Linked DNA regions of Zea mays: region 2 is linked to region 1. Evidence: chromatin contacts called from public Hi-C data. All regions are on one chromosome and are shown on one strand. The core of a region is the stretch at or near the end of the contact, and the rest is flanking DNA. Distances in the headings are between cores, read along the strand shown.

Region 1 (6,215 bases), core at 2,156-4,655:
AATATTTGCAGCAGGGGTTTCACCTCGAGTCGTTACAACTGTTGGTGGAACCACAACGGGTATCAAGAAGTATGGTTCTTCAACCATCAGAAACAGGACATACATCCTCTTTTCCTGAAGGTCAACCTCTCTAAGTACCTTACTCCCCTTGATCATGTCATCCTCTAGGAAAATGGCATGTCTGGTTTCTGTAAACTTGGTTTGTCTGCCTGGGCAGTAGAATCAATAACCCTTCAATCTCTTAGGGTAGCCAAAAAATGGCAGCTAGTTGTTCTCTCATCTAGCTTTCCCTGTCCAGGATTAAATATTCTAGCTTCTGCTGGGCAACCCCCATATGTGTAAGTAGTTGAGCGTGGGCTTTCTAGCAGTCCACAACTCAGATGGAGTTTTAGCCACTGATTTACTAGGAACTGTTGAATATATGGATAGCGGTTTTTAAAACCTCCATCCACAGAACCAATAATAAGTTAGAGTAACTAAGCATACCCATTACCATGTACATCAGCGTTCTGTTACGCCTTTAGGCAACCACATTCTATTGCGGTTCACCAAGTGTTGAATACTGAGCAACAATATCGTTTTCACTTAGGAACCTCACGAAAGGATCATGGGACCTATCCATACTCAGTATGGTGCCCACAGTACTCCCCACTCGATCTGATATGACAATCTTTGTGTTCAAATCGTGTTGATTTTCTACCTCACCTTTTGAACTGTTTAAACTTGTCTAAAGCTTCTGATCCTACCTTAAAAGGGGTAAATATAATCGTAGCAAGAGTAGTCATCTGTAAAGGTTATGAACAAGTCAAAACCCATCTATTGTCCTAACTGGAAAAGGACCACAAATGTTTGTATGAATAATTTTAACACTCTCATACTGTGCTTGCAATCTCTGCATTGCTCTAAGTCTGTGAAGTCTAGGTGATGGAGAATCTGTCCCTTAACAAGGCATTATATTTTCTCCCCCTCGAAATATGGCCCAAACGATAGTGCCATAATTTCGATGAGGTCTCTCCATCACTTTATTTTCTTTCTCCTGCCACTATTGGCTGGATTGTTTTCTGGTGTATCTAAGACGTTAACATCATCACTATGCAAAGATAAATAAAGCATGTCTCGACGGATAGCGAGACCAACATCTTTATTATCAAATTGAATAACATACAATCTCTATCACCAAAGTGACAGTGGATGTGTTGATTGTCTAATCTTGAAACTGAAATTAAGTGTCTACTTGCTTTCCGTTAACCACTGTAATTGTTTTTCGGCCCACTGGGAGCCTTAGGTTTGTACGGAATTGCATTCTGTAGTAGCTATTGTAGGAATTCTGGGCATTTTCTATTTTCTAATGCCATGTCTTCTTGTAGTAGAGGCAGGTCTCAGGGGGGTCTGAGAAACTGTCTGATTGTGGCTTGTAAAAGCCTGGTGATCATGCTTGATCTTATTCTTGAACTTTTCTTAGAGTTCTTGTTCTGTTTGGGGATATTTAGTTTGGGAAGATTAATAGAATCACTTCTTTGACTCATCAACCTTTCCACCTTCTGGACACACTGTGCCATGAGTTGATCTATATTGCACTTGTCCTTTACATTGTTGTTATACTAAACATGAAATGTCTCATATTTTGGAATAGGACCCTCAATAGGGTCCTGGATGAGACTTATTGTGATCAAATATATTACACTTGGATCTTTTCCAGTTGACCTTATCGATGTTCTACTGCGACATCTTAAGGTCATACTGAGGTGAGCCTACTGTACGTAGGCTTAGTGGGTTTCTCATAACCATAATGAGTAATCTATCTCACACATCATTTCAATTTGTTCCTGCCATAAGTGGTAATAAATACTATGTAGCAACTTAATCTGCCTTATCTGACCAACTAGTAGGCCAGTATGTGCACTTTAGCAAAGTAAAACAAAAAATATTTAGGACATCTGAAGTAAATACTGAAACATAGAACTTGCATGAATTAAATATTTGACATTGGTCAAATAATAACCATGTCTGATCTACAAAATTTTCTAGTTCTTAAAATTCTAAACCATCGTTGGATGATCTAGAAAACTTAATTCTTGTATAAATGGCAACAATATTCAACATTGGTCAAAATATTCAATCATCACAAAAAATCTGAATTTTTATGCACTTAATGAGAATTAATCCACATAGGCTTCATAATAAACAATAATGCATAGAAAAACAAATAATAACATGGTTCTGATACCATTGTTAGATTCTATGGTTTTTAGGATCGATTACTAAGTCCCTAGAATACCAATCCGTAATTGGAATAAAAACCTCGATTGTTGGAGAGTTGTCGTTGTTGCCATCTTCATTCCGTTGCTCTGCAGAGAAGCAGCAGGTATCGGGATCCGAGCCGCTGTAGGTTGTCGCGTTTCCAGACACTCCGACGCTTAGGCGATGGGGGCCTTTAGGGACTAGGGTTTTGGGGCGAGGTACTAGTGTTAGTCTTTCCTGTGACCCCTTAGTCCTATATTTATAGCGTCGTGTGCCTGGGGGCTCCAATCGAGGTTAGCATGGGCTCTTCCGATCAAGGGCCCGATTAAAGAGACGGTTAATTAGGTTAAGCTCAATCCGGTCTTTATTGACCGGCTGTAGGGGACACACCCAACAGTCCCCAGCTGTCATATATAAGCATGTCCTTATTAGCTCATACATGGGAAGATTATATTTCATGATTAGCAACACTAGTCTCGTCTCCCATTCCTACCCTCTCTCTAGTTCATCACCTTCTCACTCTACTAGAACCCACCCAAGATCAACAAGGAATGGCGGCCCAGGATGCACACTGCTCGCCCTGGTAGTGGGCCCAATACGTGCATGGACAGGACGTAAAAGCGCGCGGCGGTTGGGTGCCTGTGCGGTGCTCCGTACTCCCAACCTGCCTGCCGCCAATCGTATCAAGTGCGGCGGTCTAGTGGGTACCGATGCCGTGTTGCATGCACTGCACACTGCACACTGCACGTACTACTCATTCTTTTTTGAGAGAGAGAGATAGAGGAAAGCAGCTAGCCTGTTCAGTGCACGTAAATTTCTCCTCTAGCGGGCCTACCGGCATGGGTTTGAAGCCCACCTACTCCACAGCTGGTCCAAAACTGTGAGGACATTTACATGTTTACAGCCCATAATACGCCCTCCGCCCCTCCCTATTAGGCTGGGCTGTGCTGGGCCGTCCCGCCCGCCAACTGCTTTTCTTCCTGGATTTCACTTTGGTATAATATCACTCAATCTCTCAGCACATCACGTGATCCTCAAAAGAAGAGAAAAAAAACACTTTACGTACGACTTTACGAGCGTGTTGCTAGCAAAGCAATCTAGCAAGCAAATGGCGGCGCCTCTTAACGTCTCTCATCTCGAAGCGAGCGCACGCCTGCAAATGAAGCTACCCTCCCCCTTTTCCCGCGTCGCACTCGCAAGCAACCGCCAATTAGTCCGCCATGCCCACGTACTATGCAAATCAAACTGTAGGCGTACGTACATACGAATACGATCGGCAGCAAGCGGTCGCGAGCTTTTCGATGTGTGATCTACTCTTGGACTACTGCTATCTCTGCATTGTGCCCCTCGTCTCACTTCGATCCTGCCTGCTTGCTAAGTGAGATCGATCGAGCCCATCGGTGATGGACGACGACGACCTCCACGGCAACGGCAAGAACAAGCCGCTGCCGCCGACGCGGCGCCGCTGCTACTGTTGCAGCTGCACCACGGCGGCCACGCTGCTCATGTTCCTGCTCACCAACGCCGTCTCCGTCGCCGTCGTCTCTTCCGGCGCCGGGTCCTCCCTGCTCCGCCGCTACGGCGGCGGCTACAGGCCCGCCGCCACCATCGTCCGCCTCTGGGACGGCTCCGCGGCGCTCCACGCGGACCTCAACGCCACGCAGGCCGCGCTCGCCGCCGGCCGCGCCGACCTCGCGGACCTCCACGCCCGCGTCCGCACCGCCAACGAGCTCCTCCGCACGCTCCTGCACGCCATGCGGGAGGAGCTCTCCGCCACTGGCGGCGGCGAATGGAAGCGCGAGCCCGCGGGCGAGCTCAGGCTCGCTGTCGGTGTCGGCCCGCGCCACCACGATGTGACCGAGGCTGCGGTCCCGGTCCTGGGCCACGCGTGCGTCCGCGTTCAGGACGATCTCGAGCGCTACATGGACTACGCACCCGGCGGGGAGTGCCCGTCAGACGAGCAACTCGCGCACAGGCTCATGCTCAGCGGCTGCGAGCCGCTGCCGCGCCGCCGCTGCCGCCCGCGCTCGCCCAAGGGGTACCCGCAGCCGGCGCCGCTGCCCCGGAGCCTGTGGACCACGCCACCGGACACCACCGTCGTCTGGGACGCGTACGCGTGCAAGAGCTACTCGTGCCTCGCGGCCGCCCGCGGTAACATCACTGGCTGCGGCGGCGACGGCGACGGCGGATCATGTTTCGACCTGCGGCGCGGGCGGGGTAGATGGGCGCGCGACGACGGCGCGCTGTCCTACTCCATCGACGCCGTGCTCCGGGCGCGTCCCAACGGCACGGTGCGCATCGGCCTGGACCTCGGCGGCGGCTCCCCCTCCGGCACGTTCGCCGCGCGGATGCTGGAGCGCGCGGGGGCCACCGTGCTCACCGCGGCCGTCGACTCCGGCGCGCCGTTCGGCAGCTTCGTCGCGTCGCGCGGCCTCGTGGCGCTTCACGTTACCCCCGCGCACCGGCTGCCCCTGTTCGACGGCGCCATGGATATCGTGCACGCGGGGCATGGCCTCGGCGCCGGCGACATGCTGGAGTTCGCGCTGTACGACGTGTACAGGGTGCTCAGGCCCGGGGGCTTGTTCTGGCTGGACCACTTCGTCTGCGCCGCCATGCAGCTGAACGCCACGCTCGCGCCGATGCTGGATCGCGTCGGGTTCAGGAAGCTGCGGTGGAACACCGGCCACCGGGGAAAGGAGAAGGACCAGTGGTACGTCTCGGCGCTGTTGGAGAAGCCCATGACATGACGAGCGACAACAATGTGTTTGTCCTAAGAAAATTGTGGTTGCAATAATCCTATTTATTAAGTTATATTATATATATATATATATATATAGTTTATATATTAAGAGCCCTACGCTTCCAATAATAGAGGAAGCCCAGGTTCGGACGGTGCAATGTCGAGCCGGACCAGGTCTGAACGTCTATAAAACAGGACCCGGAGTACTAGGGTTCAGTTTTTTACGCTCCACTCTGATTCATTAGCGACGCCGCGTGACACGATGACGGTTGCCCCAGAGCATGCGCGGCGATGGACCCCCAGCCGGTGACCGCAGCTCCATGACATCGACACACGGTGGCGGAGGTTCCTCGATCCGGAGTAGTGGCGGCGGTTCCCAGGTCGGTGGCGGCGGCTCCCCGATCCAGAAGGCGAGCGACAGCGGGGCCCTTGTGCGGGCAAGCGACGGCGGCGTCCCCGAGGCCCCGAGGAGGTGGCACTTCCAAGACCGGCAAGCAAGCGGCGCCCGTCGACGTATGAGGCGCGAGGTTCGAGCGAGCGGCGTCACGGAAGGCGCGAGATGCGCGCAGCGATGATCGCGCGTGACATCCTCCGATCCGGCGCAGTTTCGGCGGCCCGAGTGACAACCTACATTTGTGCTTGTGTTATTGACGACGTCCTCCGGCCACTACCTCCTTCGATTCGTGTTTTCTTTTCGATTATTGTGTTTCATGCCTACCACATGTATTATTTACGCTAAAAACTGTACGATTTTATGCTTGAACATGGAGTTCGTATATCAGTTTACTGCATGCACATTGGAAAGGCAATTCCTTGATTTATGATGTTCGTAATTTACGCGTATGCAATGGAAACTTTCACGATTTTGCCATAATTTTTGGATCTGTATAAAAATAAAAACTGCATGCATACGACTGCCATGTTTTTCGGATTTGTCATAAAAATAGGATCGTAATAACAACCTACTAGAGCTATCAACCTTTCACATTGACTCGGTATTTACGCTTATAATTGAGGGATTTTATGCTCAAAAAACTTAAGGTTTTACGCTCTACCCGGAGATGCGTCCACTAGTGAACAACATGTCAGATTTTTTTACGTAGTGTAACGAATTGCATAAATACATACACCGTGTAGTATAATTTTTATCAGTATATATCATAAACTAGTTCTAATGCGTTTAGCTGCATGGCTGTTGGAGGGATCCTATATTTATGAAGGAAATAAAATATTA
Region 2 (6,753 bases), core at 1,275-3,774, 170 kb after region 1:
TAATGTGACTTAAGGGGCTCCAATAACCCACCATAATCCACGCGAGTACAAGCTCTAGCGTATCTGACGTCAATGCGTGTGCGGCCATCAGGACTACGACAACACAACAAGCCTTCGTAACAAGCACAATAGACGCAATTGTGGCTCGGTAATTGGGGTACACGATAAATCCACGCAACATGTGCAACAGGCGCAATTGTGGCTCCGACAGACAGACAGTGCCTACAGGGTATGCAAAAAATACGCGACTCAGCGATGACGGTCTGACTCAACGGGAGCGATCCGATTAATGGAGAGCGCGACATAGCAATCACATGACGCAGCCAAGTTCGAACGACACAAATATTGCGTCGTGTTGCCAGGACGCAGTCAATATTCAGCTAATGCCATAACCCAACTAATTAAAAATGTAGTCTGATCGACGTGTCTCAGTACCCACTATATCATTTAATCGCTCAACGTGAGTCCAAAAGCTCAATGCAAAATAAATATTTAGAGGGATATGAAAATACGTAGCATAGCCTTCACATGCATTTTAATAATTTTCTGCTAATTATTTACTACGGGAAATAAAGGCAGAAATATAAACACAAAAAGTAATGCATGAACATAGCATATCATGTGTACATTTTTTCATATTTAAGGACGTATTTTTCTACTAATTATTTACGACAGGAAATAATTAAGGTAGAAATTTTAACATAAAAACATGCGTGTTAATTAAATGTACTAAAAATTTCAAGGAACAAATTCAGCCAGAACCTATTTTAAGTGCAACAATTATAACATAAATTATCGAAGAAATTAATTCTACGTGAAACGATAAAAAATAGTGAATGGTATGAATTGCATTGCCTTTTTTCTTTTATTCTTAACAAACCACCTTTCTAGGAGTATTTGACCGAGCTCCTTCGCTAGGGAAAAAATCATTTCTGTTACTACCGAGGCTTTCCCGGTAGACGTCTTTATCCTTAACGCCTGGCGTGTGAATCATATGTAGAATGGCTAAAGCCATCACACCAGCGGCGGGACGAGCACCGTTGAGTTTTAAGATAGGCATGCAAAACCCTGGATTCATGCGCACCAATAGCCGTGACACGATAGGGAGCGTTTTTTTAACTGAGAAAAAATGGATGAGGAGCTCCTCTCGGCCACGAGTCCATGACTCCAAGCCAGGAAGAAGGACGTGACCATCGCGCTCGGCAGGCGGTAACCCATGAACGTCTCGCGAGTTTTTTTCAACCGCAGAAAGTTCCATACCACTTTTTTTTAATCTTTTTCGAGGAACGAATGAAGAACAATAGATCTATCCTACTTAAAAATGCATACCATGTTTGCGTAGAGGGCAAATCGAAGACTGTCGCGTAGGACAGTTCGGTTAGGCCGGTGACCTGCCGACTTGATGGAAAGTTGATGCAGATCTGATCGAGCAGCAACGTCGAGGTAGAGCGTGCTGATAACGTGTTGAGAATTACGTTACCACGGATCACCAGATCCGCTCCCTTCCCTCCCGTCAGCAGTAGAGGCGCAAGAAGATGTAGAGAACCCGTCTCCCTTCCCATAAGCACGACAGAGGAAACACACGACACACTGGATATATGGTTGGGCCTCTGACCTCTTTCTGATCTCTATTCCATATGAGGGGTACATGTTCTATATATAGAGACACGATAACCCTCAGAACTATATTTGGTATTTGTCCACATAACCCTTCATTAGGATTTCTCAACAAAAACAATCAATATTGTGATCTTGACGTTTTATTTGGGCGATGATGAAGTTTGCTCGAGTATAGATAAGAGGAGATCCAACTTAGTGTCGTTGTAGCCATCAAACTTTTGAAGCTTATTATTAGCTACAGAAATCCTATAAAATTATGCTTTTTAGTTTTCTATATTAACTCGGCCTTTTGAAGTTTTTGGAATTTTCAAAAGCTAAACTAAAAAGCTAGTCGATTTCTTGAGGGTGCGTATGATTTGGCTTTTGGCTTTGACTTGTACTCCCTAAAAGACAAAAGTCAAACCAAATGGCTGAATCTGGAAAACAACTTTTTTCTAAAAGCCGATTTTTTTGTAGTGTAAAACTGAAAGCACTTCTTGACCTGCTTTTAGCAGCTTTCAAGTGGAACTGTGAAAATATATATGAAAGAATTTTTAGTGGCTTTGGGTAATTTCCACGAAACGATTTTTAGTTTTTTAGCAGTTTATAAGTCATAACAGCTTTTTTTATAGCTCACAGCTTTTTTCACGATCACATCCCAACCAAACAGACCCTGAGATTGTGACTTTGTGAGTGACTTTCATGGTGAGCCCAAAAAAATTCAACACAACAGGAGACTAGCACGCAGCTGCCGCTGGTACATGGATGCCCGTGCACTGTCAAGTGTCAACTTGCGTTCAGCCCATGGAGGAACATTCCAGTCCGGTCCATCCGGGCCCACTTGTCATCTGACTCAGTGTGTGTGAGTGGGCTACTAGGCGTCTTCCACTCTTCCTCTCCTTTCCAGACCCCAGAGCCAGAGATCAACCACCTGCGGCGGCGATGGGGATCGGTGAGCACTTCGAGGGCGTGAAGCAGCACTGGGCGAGCAACTTCGCCTTCCTCGACTACTACAAGAAGGTCTACGGCCGCGCCGAGCCCCTCCCCAAGTGGTCCGACGCCGACGTCGACGAGTTCATCGCCTCCGACCCGGTCTACGGGCCCCAGGTCGGCGCTCCCATCCGTTCGCCTCCTCCCCCTTCCTCCTCGTCGCCTCTCGTATGACTGACCACCGACGCGGTTTCCGCAGCTCAAGGCCCTGCGGGAGTCGAGGAAGTTTGCGCTCGCCGGGGCCTTCGCCGGCGCCGCCCACCTCGGCGGCGTCGCGCTCAAGTACTCCAAGGCGCCGCACGGTACGACCCACGGGGCGCCATTGCAGCTACCAGATCGGTTGTGCCAGGCCGTTTATGTTTTGTTGCTGTTGCTCATCGTCGGCATTTGTGGGTGGGTGCCTGTGATTGATTGACTGCAGGCGTCGTGCTGGCGACCGGGTTCGGGGCGATCACGGGCGCCGTGCTGGGGTCCGAGGTGGCGGAGCACTGGTACCAGCTCTACAAGATGGACAAGCAGGGGGCCAACCTTAGGTTCATCTACTGGTGGGAGGACAAGGTCTCAGGTCCGTCCTGTCCCCCGTGCCATCTTGTCCTCTCTGACGATCCAGTTCCTGTTTAGTGTACGTGGTTAATTCTGGTGAGGATGTCATGTCCTACTTGCAATTGCGGATTACAATGTTGAAATGATGATGTGGTCGTGTCAGTTTCAGCGCGAGTAGCACACAGCTAATCTTACCTTGTGATATACTATGCAAATTCCGTGAGACACTAAGCTGGACTATCAAGTGCCAAAGACTGCTTCCTGCAGTGCAAATTGTTGGATAGATATATAAATTTGTGTTCAGTACATACATAATTGCCTCTAATGTAGTCCTTGCTTTCAAAAGTTTCTGCTTGAAGTTTATGATGACGAGTGTAACCAGTGGTGCTGGACAAGGCATTAAAACACCTCCTATGTAGGTTGTTGCCATTAGTTGCTTAGGCTTCTGATAGTTTTTTGCTCGTGTGTTTCTTTCCCGTGTGTGGTGCTGTTAGTATCGTACTAAGGTGCCAGGTGGCCTAGGGGAGTTGGTTCTGCCTCTTCTTTGGTTCTTTTATCTCTGATTAATTAAGGAAACAACAATTGATTTGTGGGTTAAGATTGATTATGTTTATGATTCTCCTTCGAGTGAATTTATAATATTAAAGTATAGGATGCAGTTCTGTCATTTTCAGCGTGAGTTCACTTGCCAATACACACGATTGAAATCAAGCAACTGCATGATTCTGGTACATTAGTTTTTCAGGTTTGTATTATCCTTTTTTAGGTCATCCTACATATTGATTCTGGTTTTACCCATGTAATGGCACGATAGGGGATTACAACTGTTAAAACTATTAAAAGTACAGGGTGGAGCTGTGTTAGCTTCAGCGCGTTTCTACTTGTTAATACAGTTGATTGCAGTAGGCTCTCTCTAGCAGTTTTTCCTTTTTGGTGTACATGATTGGGGATTTCTTGTTTGTTCTAATTCTTCCTTTTTTTCCCTTCCATGAACAGGACAGAAGAGCTGAACCATGTTGAATTGAATGATGCCTATTTGAGCATTCCAGTTTGACAAAAACATTGATGTCTATTATCTGTAATCCTTATTGTTTTGTTTTGTTTCCTAGTTTTTCTCTAATAAGGTGCGTATCGGTTGTGGAAACCAACTGGACGATGTATTTTTCATCTCTGTCAGTAGTGACATTTATCCTTAGTACTTACAATGTTTATGGTCAATCTGGTGCAAACAGCAAATCCTCTCCGTTTTCAAGGTATGGTTTCTCAAACTACTATTTTCCTGTCAGTAGTTATAACCTCAGAAATAAGAATACCATGATCATGTTGCAATTATTGTTGTATCTGTTTCTTATATAAGGCTATGTATGTACTGTCATTGCCCCTTGGGTAGACGTGTACTCAACTGCACGGATGTTGCAATTATATAAGGCTATGTATGATTTTTTATTTAAATGTATCACCTTGATCTCTGTAAGCTGAAACTATGTGTCCATAGTTTTAAACCTATTGGCCCGATAGATTTAATGCTTAGAAATGAACACAAACATAGATATATTTCCGTTGATAAGGAAGAAATAGCACATCATCAGATCTCCTCAATAGACAATATTTCTTCATTCTGGAGAAGTAAAAGGCACGACGACACAATACCAGGGGCACTCCTGAAGGGCTTATCTAAGGCCTACATGATACGAATAATCGAATATGATACACCAAAGCAGCAGAACAACCAACCCATTACAGACTTTATTGACTGTATGTATTACACACTAGTAGTAATCAACAGAAGGAGCCCCCAGGCTGTTTGTTATTACGGTCAGAAGGAGTAGCCCATCTCTGAACCCCTACAGCTAGAATAGCCACTCAGTACAGTCAGTGGGTTACTACTGATCACCTCTTCTACCAGTGGGACTGTGCTAAAACGCCCATTCTGCTGGTCCGCTACCACCATGCCTACGTCAAGCAAACTACTCTGCTCTACTATCTGCATCAGGTTCATAGCGTCAGTACAAGACCTGAACGAAGTTCATAGCTCAGAGTGAACTGACAGAAATCTGACAGTTGCTTATCATGATGTATAGGAATGAAACCTGAAGTTTGTACCACAGAGTGAGCTGACAGTTGGAAAATACCTTTTCCTGGAGAATCTCGTTGGCAGCTTTCAACATGCCTTCCTGCGTACACGCAGACACTTTTAGTGAGGTAAATGGGTGCTGAAAGCCTCGGGTCTTCGTAGAGTTAATATGTACAGGGTTTTGACATGCCTTGCTTTTCAGTGCTTGGATCTCTTGAGCCATTATCTGCATCTGGTAGGCAGGGTACAGTTTTAGCGAAGCCTGAAACATTTTTTTTTAAAAAGATGCATTTGGCTGGTGAATTACCTTTGCAGAGCGGGTGTTGTACATCCATATCTCCAAGTACCTCTCTAGGGCGTTCAGTTCGTCAACATTCATGTGCTCGTTCGCCCTGTTCCCGTAGATGTACCTACCCAAAACAATGCTTCCTTGTCAGAATTGTTTTCTTTTTCTTCTGAAGCAGGTTGATTTCCTCAGTCAAAGCTGTGAGTAACAAACAATTTACCTCAGTCCCTTCTGAAGCAGGTTGATTTCCTGTTGCAGCACCGTGGTTTCATGTTTGGGGTCCTGGCAGACATGGACATGGCCAAAGCTTTTAGGAAGGCAGGGGAGAGCAGAGGACATGATGCCGGCCGGCAAGTTGGGAGGGGTGGGCTACCGCTACTGACCATCCTGTTGTGCCTGCCGCAGCCGTCGGTCGTCGCTTCTCCGGCGCTGGCAGCTTTGTACCTCTCGATCAGCTCCTCCATGGTCCTGCACGCACGCACCGCCAGCTCAATCATCATCATCGGCCAGCAGACTAGCAGAGCAGAGCACATGCATGCAATGCATGTTGGACGGCGTACCCGGTGGTGGCGAGGTCGTAGAGCTTGCCGTGCGCAGAGAAGACGATGATGCCGACGCTGGCGTCGCAGAGGACGGAGAGCTCCCGGGCCTTCTTGAGCAGCCCCGCGCGGCGCTTGCAGAATGTCACCTGCCGGTGCACCGGGTTCTCGACGCGCCGAAGCTGCACCTTGCCCCGCGCCATGGACGGTCGGTGCCGGCGGTGGATCGGTGTCAGATTGGCTAGTAAGTAGTAACTCTGGTGAACTAGAGCTGGCGGGGGCGGCAGCAGCAGCAGAAGAAGCTTGTCTCGTCTTCCCCGATCGATCCCTGCACTCAACCTCCCACTAGTTTGGACTAGCTTCGAGGTTGGCGAGGGTATCCTTCCCTTTGTGCGGCTATGTCCTCTCTCTCTTGTTGCTCAGCCACCACAGGCCCCTGGTGCATATATATGGCCTGGCCAACCAGCAGCTCTGCCTACAGGCTAGTCCCATGGATTGATGGAAGAAGAATAATCAAATCCCATACGAATCTCTTGCCTGCTTTACACCTGTTGCCATTTAACGTTTGTTTGGCTCGCATCAGGGCATGCACGCACCTAAAATTCTCCTTTTCAAAACAAAAAAAAACAAATGTCTGAAAAATTCTCATGTCTTTTTGCGCTGTCTCTCTCTCTCTCACAGCAGCCATGCTGACTGCTGTATGCATGCACTCGTGGCGGATG

What was found. A called contact is a pair of places that touch in the nucleus more often than the background predicts.
Region 2: a contact with region 1 is called in a Hi-C map of endosperm, with 5 times the contacts expected there. The contact joins the promoter of LOC100501513 here to the promoter of LOC103653138 in region 1. A contact is called at or near these places in 3 of 25 Hi-C or Micro-C datasets (ear, endosperm and tassel).

The regions. Positions count from the first base shown.
Region 1 is chr4:40,616,609-40,622,823 of Zm-B73-REFERENCE-NAM-5.0, forward strand. It overlaps LOC103653138 (S-adenosyl-L-methionine-dependent methyltransferase superfamily protein), which reads left to right and starts at 3,406. Exons shown (of 1, transcript XM_008680096.3): 1 at 3,406-5,204. The coding sequence starts at 3,645. The coding sequence ends at 4,988.
Region 2 is chr4:40,786,891-40,793,643 of Zm-B73-REFERENCE-NAM-5.0, forward strand. It overlaps LOC100501513 (putative Rickettsia surface antigen family protein), which reads left to right and starts at 2,525. Exons shown (of 4, transcript NM_001196215.1): 1 at 2,525-2,706; 2 at 2,789-2,891; 3 at 3,011-3,154; 4 at 4,129-4,365. The coding sequence starts at 2,542. The coding sequence ends at 4,142. LOC100282492 (MADS-box transcription factor 26) reads right to left here and starts at 6,435. Exons shown (of 7, transcript NM_001155401.2): 1 at 6,053-6,435; 2 at 5,876-5,960; 3 at 5,713-5,774; 4 at 5,514-5,616; 5 at 5,397-5,438; 6 at 5,265-5,306; 7 at 4,835-5,116. The coding sequence starts at 6,234. The coding sequence ends at 4,949.